Regions from separate parts of the Sus scrofa genome. Here region 2 is linked to region 1. The links are chromatin contacts, called in public Hi-C maps. All regions are on one chromosome and are shown on one strand. Each heading gives the region's core, a stretch centred on a gene start, on an enhancer-like site or on the middle of the called end of the contact. The rest is flanking DNA. Distances are from core to core; before and after follow the strand shown.

Region 1 (5,662 bases), core at 2,705-5,204:
GAGGCCGGGTGCTTTAAATGATTTCTTGAATATATTTGCTTCTATTTTATTAAAGCCTTGAAAAAGAAGAGACATCACTTCACTACCTCTTCCTGTGTTCTTGATAGTGTTTTTTTAAACCAATTTTGTTGAAAACAATCATTTCTTTTTCTTTGCCTTGTTAAGGAGCTGAACCACTATTATGTTTTAGAATTCAGTGGAATCAAGTAATCAAGCTAGCTGGTAATTTTTGTCCTTAACTATTAAAAGTAGAGTTTTCAGCATATTATGTAAGCAGGATTTATGGTAGTATTCTGGAAGTTTAAGTCATTGACATTTTTAACAGATTGTTATTTTCCGAGATTTAAAAAAATATAGCATCTGAACAACATTATAGTTACAATAAAGGTTTTGCAATCTAAAACTTTATTTTTAAAAAATATAACAGGGATTCTTGTTGTGGCTCAGTGAGTTAAGGACCCAACATTGTCTCCATGAGGATGTGGGTTCAACCTCTGGCCTCCTTCAGTGGGTTAAGGATCCCGTGCTGTCACAAGTTGCAGCATAGGTTGCAGATGTGGCTTGGGTCCTATGTTTGCTGTGGCTGTGGTGTAGGCCAGCATCTGCAGTTCCAGTTCAACCCCTAGTCCAGAAATATGCCATGGGTGCAGCAGTAAAAAGAAAATAAATAAATAAAAAATATTTTTAATATCCTATTTTAAAATATTGATATTGATATATTTTTTCAATTATATAATATTGGATTACTAGAATTATAAATAAGTACAAAAAATTATTAGTCTTCCTTTACTTATGAAAATAAAATGTTTTGTACCTAAATTGTAAATTGTATTTTAAATTTTATTTTATTTTTAGTTGGGTAGTTAAGATTTTTTTTTTTAAGTCAGATGTACTGAGGTAATTTACATGTAGTAAAACTCATCCTTTTAGGTATAAAATTCTAGGAATTTTAACGAACACAGTCACATAATCATTCCCAAAGACAGAACAATCCCACTACCCTAGAAAGCTCACTTGTGCCTCCTTGTAGTCAATCTCTTTCCTGAAAATAGAATTTTAAATTAAATTAGTAAGACTTTTAAAAACATACCTGATATACTGGTTGGGGGGGGGGCCATTGCTGCCGTAAGCTTGATGAGAAGAAAAATGTAATTGAAACACACCTTAGGAGTTCCCGTTGTGGCGCAGATGGTTAACGAATCCGACTAGGAACCACGAGGTTTTGAGTTTGATCCCTGGCCTCGCTCAGTGGGTTAAGGATCCACCATTGCCGTGAGCTGTGGTGTAGGTCACAGACGAGGCTCGGATCCCGCATTGCTGTGGCGGCTACAGCTCCGATTCAACCCCTAGCCTGGGAACCTCCATATGCCGCGGGAGCGGCCCTAGAAAAGGCAAAAAGACAAAAGGAAAAAAAAGTGAAATTTTGTTTCTACCCTCCTGAAATATGTCGTCTTCATTTGTTAATTACCTCTCTTCCACAGAAAATAAGCCAAAATGTTTGGTAAATAAATTTTCCTTTCATTTGAATAATTTCAAGCTGAGGAGAGAGTTATCTGAGAAAGACTTAGATTTTCTCAAGTAAATATTGAGAGTATTAGTCATACTGGATTAAAACTTAAAGCTAAGGTAAAAACCTGTTTTTGAGTTGGATGTATATTTGAATACTATGTTTGTCATTTAGCTATGAAACTTCAGGCAAATTCATTTCTCTTAACAGTTTTCCTGTCTATAAACTTCACAATGAAAAGTGAAGCAATATGCATGTTCCATCAGAACTCTGTGAGGAGAAATTTGAGATTAAAGCACTTGGCACAGTGTCTTGCTCATAGCCTAGTTCTTTTTTTTTAATTAAAAAAAGTTTTTCTTGTAGTATTTACAAAATTGTGTTAGTTTCAGTTGTACAGTGAAGTGATTCAGATATATATATATATTTTTCAGATTATTTTCCATTATGAGTTATTACAAGATATTGAATATAGTTCCGTGTGCTATACAGTAAGTCCTCGTTTATCTATTTTATATATAGTAGTGTGTATCTCTTAATTCCAAAGTCTTAATTTATCCTTCCCCCACTTTGCCCTTTGGTAACCATAAGTTTATTTTCCGGGTCTGGGTCTGCTTCTGCGTATAAGCGACATCATATGATATTTGTCTGTCTGACTTCACTTCATAATGATAATCCCCAGTTCTATCCATGGTGTTGCACATGGCATTGGTTCATTCTTTTTATGGCTGAGTAGTATTCCGTTGTATAAATGTACCACATCTTCTTAATCCTTTCATCTGTTGACGGACATTTAGTTTGCTCCCATGTCTTGGCTATTGTAAATAGTGCTGCTGTGAACATTGGGGTACATATATCTTTTCCAATTAGAGTTTTCTCTGGATATGGGATTGCTGGGTCATATGGTAATTCTATTTTTTAAAATTTTTATTTATTTTTTATTTTATTTTATTTTATTTTTTGGTCTTTTTGCCATTTCTTGGGCCGCTCCCACGGCATAGGGAGGTTCCCAGGCTAGGGGTCCAAGCAGAGCAGTGGCCACGGCCTACGCCAGAGCCACAGCAGTGCGGGATCTGAGCCGCGTCTGCAACCTACACCACAGCTCAGGGCAACGCCAGATCGTTAACCCACTAAGCAAGGGCAGGGACCGAACCCGCAACCTCATGGTTCCTAGTTGGATTCGTTAACCACTGCGCCATGACAGGAACTCCGGTAATTCTATTTTTAGTTTTCTGCGGAACCTCTATACTGTTTTCCATAGTGGCTGCTCTGATTTACGTTCCCACCAACAGCATAGGAGGGTTCTCTTTTCTCCACACCCTCTCCAGTATTTGTTATTTGTAGACTTTGTAATGATGGCCATTCTGAGCGGTGTGAGCTGGTAGCTCAATGTAGTTTTGATTTGCATGTCTCTAATAATTAGAGATGTTGAGCATCTTTTCATGGGCCTACTGGCCCTCCGTGTGTCTTCTTTACAGTGCTTTTTTAGATCTTTGCTTTCTAAAAACCAACTGACCAGCTAGTTGAAATATTAGCATATTACTTCTCACCTCTTCTCACCTACTTCTCACCTCTCCTAGTCAGTGAGCTCCTTAAGTGAGAGATTGTATCTTTTCGCATATGAAACCTTAGAGCTTAAGGAAACAAGGAAAACACCCAGTAAATTCTTGTTGAGTGGATTTGAATGCCTAGCAAATAGCTACAAAGGGTGAATAATATCACCAGTATTTTGGAGTGAATCCAATAAGGCTCTTTACTCTTACCCTTTTTACCCTTGTGTAGGCATGGTCTAGTTTTGCCTGTGTGCTTGGGGTGTGTGTGTGTGAGATGTGAGTGTTTCTGTGAGGTACCCATCTTACAAACCCACCCTCTCTTCCGTCTCTAGTTCAGAATCAGAAAGATTCGAGGGACCGTCGTAACATTCCCACACCTTTCGTTAAGCAAAGTGTCTTTAAGTAGTGCATGTCCGTTGACCATTTTTCCCGAGTAAAGATGTATGATTCCTTTACGATGGATTTACAGTTTCATTGGATTAATTAGAGAAAAAAGATAAACATAAAACCACCTTGAAAAGAGGGCATTGGCATAGAATAGAGCAGATAGCAGACCACTAGCAATAAACATTCTAAGGGAGGAGGGGCAGGAGTACAGCCCAAGCATGGACAGGGAGACCTGGATTCTGGCACTGGTGCCCCTTGGGCTACCTCTGAGACCTATACTGGTCCTTGGATCCCTGTTTGTGTCCTCATCTGGAAAATGAGGGGGCTCAGTGACCTTTAAGATTCCTTCCAATTCTGTGGGTCTTTGCTTCAGATGACTTTAAAGAAGGGAGTACTTGATTGCCAAAACTTAAGCCTTAAGCCTGTTTTGCATTGCTCTGTTGTGCCTTCCCTGCATCATTGTGATGTAAACATGAGTCTTCAGAATTTCCATTTTCCAGATGGGAGTCTGAGTCGGGTGACTTTGGGTCATATGATAGATTGCCTAACCTCATTTTAGGCAGCTTCCTTAGATCATCATATGTTTAGGAGGAAAACAAGCTAGTCTCTTCAAGACAAGAGAGCTTATTCTGTACCACTGTTGTGTTGGCCTAATCAGTTATTCCCTACTTTTTCAGCCAGATTAAATTGAGTAATCTCACTTTTCACATTTCCCCCCCAGTTTCTCTTATTTGCAGTGTTCTTAGAGCAACTGCAAAGTAAAAATCCCTGTTCATGCTTCATGGACTATGTTCCTATCATAATTCCCTTTTTCCTCCACAGTGAACTCCCAGGTTTTATTCGCCTTCCAATATTAGAGCACTCTTCCGGATTCTTGATATTTACCCATCTCTTCTCCACCCTGAACACTGGATCTCTACTCCTTCCATCAGCATTTAATTAAATTTATTTATTTATTTATTTGGTTACACCGTGGCATTCGGAAGTTCCCAGACCAAGGCTCAAACCTGAGCCATAACAGTGACAATGCCAAGTCCTTAACCGATAACCCCCCCAGGGAATTTCATCAGCATTTTAAAAGCTTTGAGGGACAGACCATTAGGTAAAGCGCAAGGACACTAAACCTTGCCCAGTTTCCTGCATACACTAATGCTGGTTTTTCAAATGGAAGAATGAATAATGTGCAAACAAATTCAGGCAGTGGAAGAAGTAAATCTTCTCACTCCAGACCCTGAGTCCTTCCTTCTAGAAGTAAGGCTTTTGGGTTTTCTGCTGTAATTTCTATTTTTCAAATAAACCATATATTATCTTTGGTTTAAGCTGCTTTCTCTAAGTGAAAATTACTAGCCTGTTTCTTTCAAGCAGTGTACACAAACCTGATTTATTACCATTGTTTAACACATTTCCATGCTTGATTTTCAAGGTGAACTACAGATTAAAAACCAAATTATATTAGGAATGAAAAAGGATGAGAGGAACACCAAACTGAAAGTAAAGACTTCATTTTGGTATAGGCTCTACCACTTAAGTCAAGTGAATTTATAAGAGCTGTCCCCTCTTTAATTCTGTAATCCTATGAGTTTTTACACCGATACCTACATTTAAGTAATAGAATCCTCCAGAATCATAGTGATCCATGTGATTCTTCTGTTAACTTTTTTTTTTTTTTTTTTTTGTATTTTTTATATTTAGGGCCACATCTGTGACATGTGGAGGTTCCCAGGCTGGGGGTCAAATAGAGCTGTAGCTGCCGGCCTGTACCACCAGATCCACAGCCTTGCCAAATCTGAGCTGCATCTGTGACCTACACCATAGCTCATGGCAATGCTGGATCCTTAACCTACTAAGCAAGGCCAGGAATTGAACCTGCGTCCTTATGGGATTGAACCTGCGTCCTTATGGATGCTAGTCAGACTTGTTTCCACTGAGCCACGACCGGAACTCCTGATTCTTCTGTTATTGACAGAAGGTATGAAACTGTTTTTGGAGAGCCAGTATACACCAGATTTGATGCTAATAAATTACTTTATTTAGTTTAAAGAACAAGGGGATAAGCTTGTTTTATGTGTGATGAAATAGAAATAATTTCAAGATAAATTGTTATGTTTTTTAAAAAGGTAAAATACATGTGAGTATGAATGGCTTGTTCCCAGTAATGTTTTTTTTTTTTTTTTTTTAAAAGTAGGTCCTTGTATATGCCTTAAACAATTCTAGAAAG
Region 2 (5,558 bases), core at 1,901-4,400, 74 kb after region 1:
GCTAAGGACGCCCTTGCTCTAAGGCCATGCTGGCCGGGCGCCTTCTGATGACAGCCTGGTTTTCCGGAGAGAATTCCCACCCGTGAGAGGGTGCCGGTGGGTGAACACGGCTCTGGTGCCCGCCGGACCGTCCTGGGGGGTGGCTGAATCCGGACTGCAGCGGTTGTGCCCGGTTGTTGTGTGAGTCACCCCGAAGCGCAGCAGCTCAGAGCATCTAACCAACACAGCTTTCTAGCTTACAAGGTGGAAACCCGGCCCCCGGGATGGGATGCCCGCAGAAAGGAACGACCCCCAGAAAGGAGTCCAGCCTTCCCCTAGGGGAGCCCCGTAGACACCCATTCTGCAGAGTCATCCAACAGACCCCCAGCACGTTCCACGCTGACCTCTGCCAGACGCCGTAGCCAGGCCAGCTGACCAGCGGCCTCCCTGGGGCTGGCCCCACGCGTGCTTTGCAGATGGAATTGAGAGCCACAAGTGAGTCATGGCATGAATTGAGGAGGTGGGACAAGCATTCCTGATAATTTGACAGAAGAGAGTCATATATGACAGTCCCTGGTGGGGAGTAAGAGTGAGTGTTATTTCACGAGTCTCGTGTGAACGTGTGTGTGTGCGTGTAATGTATGGACACACGCCGCGTGGATACAGCAGTAGAAAGATGGCACATTCTGATTGTGTCATCTGTGGGCATTTAATAAAGGAACTGTTTACAAAGACGTGGGCAGGGTGTAGGGAACTCACCAGAGCTGGGGCAGGGCCAGGTCAAGGAACTGCGGGGCTTAGTTATCAGCCTCAGCCTTGAAAGCTTGAAGGCAGAAGGTGTTTCCAGAACTTGGAGACGGAGAGTCATGTGGGGAGAGCTCGGACAGGAGCTGTGGTCATCAGCAGAGAGAGGAAGCCAGCCAGCCTGGGGCCAGCCGATGGGGCATAGATACTTACTCCCGCTCCTCCCTCTCCCTCCCGACTCCTGCCCGACTGCCCACAAGCTGAGTGTGGCAAAGCCTGGGGCCGGAGCCAAGGACCCCTGTCCATATGTGGAGAAGACCAGCGATACTGCGTGCACGGGATGCCGTGTAAAATGCACAGTGCTTCTCTCTGCGATTCTCGCTTAATGAAGTCTTAAAACCCTGGAAGGGTGTGCCTGACACTGACATGACTGCCAGAAAGAGGCAGAACGTTTCGGAATGGCCCCAGGTCAGGGCTTCGGGTGGCAGCTAGTACCCATAGGAAGGCGTTGTCCGGCTTTCCCTGGCAACCAGGAGCGCACCCATTCTCCGGATGTGACCTTCCCGCCAGCCCAGAGGTGACCAGCAGTGGGGCTGAGCGCAGCCCACAGTGTTCCCAGGCGGGGGCTGAGGCCACAGAGGAAGAAGGGCAGGAGGGGAATGGGGGGGCGAGAGGAACCAAGGGGCTGTGGCCGGGACTCCCACACGGGGCAGTTGCCTCAGCTCCTCAAGGACAAAGGGCAGAGTTCTATTTCCAGCTCCCCGTGGGAGCGGGAGACGGCCTCCTCGCTTTCCACACACTTGCGGTCGGCTCACTAATCCTGGGCTACGTGTGGTTGTTCTGGACTCACACAAAAGCGTCTCTGAGCCTCTTTGCCACGGCCCCCACCACTGCCGAGCCCATTGCGGCGGGTCACATGCTGGCGACTCCACGCTGTCCTGGCCACGTGAGACCAGGCTCCAAGGCCGAGCCTCCTGAGCCCCAGAGCATCGGCCACGAGCCCTCTCAGCACCCACCTTCAGGGGCTCCATTCCCAGCAGACGCTTCTAGAAGGGAAATCACTTCCTCTGATGACTCAAACAAACAAACAAACATGCTCCTGATAACAGAGCCCCCTCTTTTTGCCCCCGCTGCCTCCTCAGGCAGTGGAAACAACTCTGCCTCCGCAGACCTGGGGCCTCGGGCTCTCGCATCCACCCGGAGGCGGAGGTGTTTACCTGGTAACAGGGTGGACGGCATGTTGCCCTTTGAACGCTCCTCCTGCAGAGTTCCCTCGTGTCTCTCTGCCACATTCCTGGTACTGGTCAGGGCCGGGCCAGAGTCTCACGGACACAGGGAAAGGTGGTTCCTGCCCGTACCCGTGGAACCTTGGCCCAGATCTGGGTGTTAGATCCCCAAAACGCCCCAAGGAAATGGCTCGCCCATGTCATCCCTCTTAAGTCAACTGAACAGGAAGCGGCTCCCTGACTGCTTCATCAGTCTTACCCAGGGCATCAATAAACCGTAAGTCAGAGGGAAAGAAAAGCGAAGCCCGAGAGAATCAGGTCTTCCCAGCGGTGTGCCCGCCGGCTTGGAACATGGCAGGTGGGAACCAGCGCCAGAGGCCGTGCCTGCTTGGCAGCCCTGCCTGGCTTCTCTTAATGCTTCCTGGCTCTGCCTTGATCCACGTGGGCCTCACTCCCTTCTCAGCGCCTTGCACTTCCCGCCACACTTGGGCAGGGGCGACCATCTCTCGACAACTTGAGAGGCAGCAGCTCTGTCTTGTTCATCTCGTGCTGGCCCAGATTTCCGTGCCCGTGCCTGGGCTGTCAGCACGCACCATGACATCTGTCTAGGGCTGGAGGAATGCATTTAACATTCGTTACAGCTAAATTTTTCAACGTGGAAAAAAACAATGAGGAGCTAGCCATGGCTTTCCAAACTTTGATGTTTGGGGAGTGAAAACCCTGACTCCAAAAAAAAAAAAAAAAATCGAACATAAGCCCCAAACTAAATAAAAGCAAAGCAGGAGGACACCCAAGTTTGCCAGGTTTAGCAAATAAAAATGCCAGATATACAGTGAAGATGGAATTTCGGAACAATAAATACTTTCAAAAGGATAAGTATATCCCAAATACTGCATGGGCCATACTTACCCTAAAAAAAACTCACTGGCTGTTTGATGTTTAAATTTAACTGGGTGTCCTGATGGTAACACGTGGGACCCTGCACACGTGGGACCCCAAGGACACCCTGGGGCTCTACAGTCTGGTTTGTGAACCACTGTTTTAGGACACTTTGTGACGCGTCCACGCCGCTGTCCTTGTCCCATCTCTGGAGCTGCTCTCCCTCTGAGCAGGCGCGAGGCCTCCTTCTGAGCACCTCTGCCTGGAGCCCAGGTGTCTGTGTGGGCCCCAGGCTGTGAGGAAAGGCGGCTGCTAAAAATGGGCTCAGGTTCCCAAAGCGTCAGTGTGTTAAGTGTCAAAATAACTCGATAGGCAGCCAACCCTTATGACAAAGCTTTGCCAGCTTGCGCAACCATTTCAAGTCAAACATAGATTTCTTCACACCTTGTTTTCACCAGAATCTTTTCCTGAGAGACTTTCCCTGAGAGACTGTTCCATGAAGGCACATGACGGAACCATGGCGGTTCTGCTTCCCTCTTCTTGCTCCCAGCCCACTCCTTCTGGGGTGAACACAGGGCCACCACATCCAAACCAGTCGTCCTGGTTCTGCAGGGTGGATCCTGGTGGCCTCTGTGGGACCAAGCGGAGATCATAGGGGAATGCCGCCCCGCTCTCTCTTGAGCGCCCCCAGAATAAGCAGTGAAGGGGCCCCTTGGAGCATCACGTGAACTCCTGAATGCCCTCTAGGAGAAGCTGGCTCTGGAGAGGGAGCACCGGGGTGGGCCCTTCCCAGGGGGCTGGTCCAGCATGTGGTCCTGGGGGGATGGTCAAACAACGCCCTAGGCCCACTGTCACCCAGGCTCGGCCCAGGGGATGCTCCGCCTTGGGGCTTTGACTCTTGGGGCTTTGACCCTTGGGGGAGAGGAGGGCAGTTAGAGCTGGTGCTAAAGGATGTCACTGGATGTCCCTCTGCAGCTCTCAGGTTCCATGCTTCCCAAACCAGCAGTGCTTTTGGGAAAATAGGGACACAGGAGTTCCCATCGTGGCTCAGTGGTTAACGAACCCGACTAGTAACCATGAGGTTGCGGGTTCGATCCCTGGCCTCGCTCAGTGGGTTAAGGATCTGGCGTTGCTGTGGCTGTGGTGCAGGCTGGCAGCTGTAGCTCCAATCGACCCCTAGCCTGGGAACCTCCATATGCCACAGGTGTGGCCCTAAAAAAAATACAGGAAAAAAGAAAAATAGGGACACAGGCACCACTTCTTCCAGATAAAAGCCACACAGGATCATGGTCCCACCACGGTGTGTGCAATGGCCAGAGAAATGTGGGCAGAAGGGGTGAGTGTCACTTCTGGGTGGAAATGGCCTTAAAATCCAGTTCATCTTTCACCACGTTTCCTCCCACTGTCACAGAAGCCAGCAGCTCTCCAGATGGTGGCCACTCCATCTGGGTCCTGGAATAAGGACAACTCAGGGGAGAGTCCAAAGCCAAGTCTAGGTGACCACTGGAGTCAACTAGGAAGAAACATCTGTGGCGCCAAGCCCCTGAGAGGCAGGGGCTGTTTGTTATTGCAGCATAACCTCTTCCCTCGGGCTGATACCCAGGCCTTGTTCCACACCTCCCGAATCTCAGTCTCCATGGGAGCCTGAGCGGAGGCATTCTTCCAAGTGTCACTCACACACTTGTGACTTTGGGGATCAGCCAGGTTTGGGGAGCCCCACTTTGCTCCACACTGATTCTGGGGGGTGGCCCTGAACTGTAGGGTTGAATGGTGGCCTCCCCCAAAATGGACCCACATCCCAACCCCTGGGACCTGTGAATGTTACGTTACTTCAGAGAAGCATCTTTGTAGGTATAATTAAGAATCTTAAAAAGAAGAGAGCACCCTGATTATCCAGTAGGTACCATGACAAGTGTCCTTATGTAGAGCAGGCAGAGGGGGATTTGAAACAAAGGGAACAGAGGATCCAGAGGCAGAGACCGGAGTAAGGCAGCCACAGGCCGAGGAACACCGACCACAGACAGAAGCTCGAGGAGGCAAAGAATGCATCCTCGCCTAGAACCTCAGTGGAGAGTCTGGCCCTGCTGACACCTGGATTTGGGGCTGCTGGCTTCCAGAACTGTGAGAGAATACATTTCTGTTGCTTTAGGCCACCGTGTCTGTGGTACTTTGTTACAGCTGCCAGTGGACAGTGTCCACTCACCCCAGGGGTGCTCCCAGTCTCACAAGGCAAATCAGGGCTGTACCAGAGAGGGCTGGGCAGCAGGGATTAGAGGCAAGGCAGCCAGAGCTGGGCTTCCTGCTTGGGAAACAGGCTCGTTGGAGGGGAAGTTGGAGCCGCTTAGTGGAGAAGGGAGAGAAGGATGCTTTGGAAAAGGGACTGGTAGCTGTGGACACCAGGATGGGGGCCTGGCGGGTACTCCAGTCACAAAAGAGTCACAGGATCGGCGCTGGGGATGATCGAGTGGAACAGGAGAGATGGCAAACTTGGCCTTGAAACCCATGCTGGCCTTTCTTCATATCACTATTTACAAAAGCCAGAATGGTAATTTGAAAAATTGCCTAGGATTTCACCATAAGCCAAGACGGTTAAATTCAAAATTGTATCTATGCCCTGACCACAACCACAAATTTCATGTATATAATGCATACATAATTTATATATACAGAGATATTAAACCATAAGAAAATTATGGGATAGACTTAGGAATTTTTTCTTTAATTTTTTTA

What was found. Hi-C and Micro-C count contacts between places; a contact is called where the count stands out from the background.
Region 2: a contact with region 1 is called in a Hi-C map of retroperitoneal adipose tissue, with 1.7 times the contacts expected there. The contact joins two enhancer-like sites. A contact is called at or near these places in 8 of 47 Hi-C or Micro-C datasets (alveolar macrophages, embryonic fibroblasts, fetal skeletal muscle and 4 more) and 2 of 2 datasets of contacts at active chromatin or transcription factors (alveolar macrophages and skeletal muscle).

The regions. Positions count from the first base shown.
Region 1 is chr9:130,842,372-130,848,033 of Sscrofa11.1, forward strand. The region is part of intron 1 of LOC102164427 (a long non-coding RNA gene); the gene reads left to right. Among named protein-coding and RNA genes, the nearest start is that of ATF3, 16 kb to the left of the region's middle. Within about 2 kb of position 3,955, at least 16 of the 83 cell types and tissues checked have an H3K27ac peak or open chromatin away from gene starts, as enhancers often do. A contact at or near this core is called in alveolar macrophages and retroperitoneal adipose tissue, where this site is marked.
Region 2 is chr9:130,916,846-130,922,403 of Sscrofa11.1, forward strand. LOC102164427 (a long non-coding RNA gene) reads left to right here. Exons shown (of 3, transcript XR_002336041.1): 3 at 1-2,707. Among named protein-coding and RNA genes, the nearest start is that of NENF, 40 kb to the right of the region's middle. Within about 2 kb of position 3,151, at least 9 of the 83 cell types and tissues checked have an H3K27ac peak or open chromatin away from gene starts, as enhancers often do. A contact at or near this core is called in alveolar macrophages and retroperitoneal adipose tissue, where this site is marked.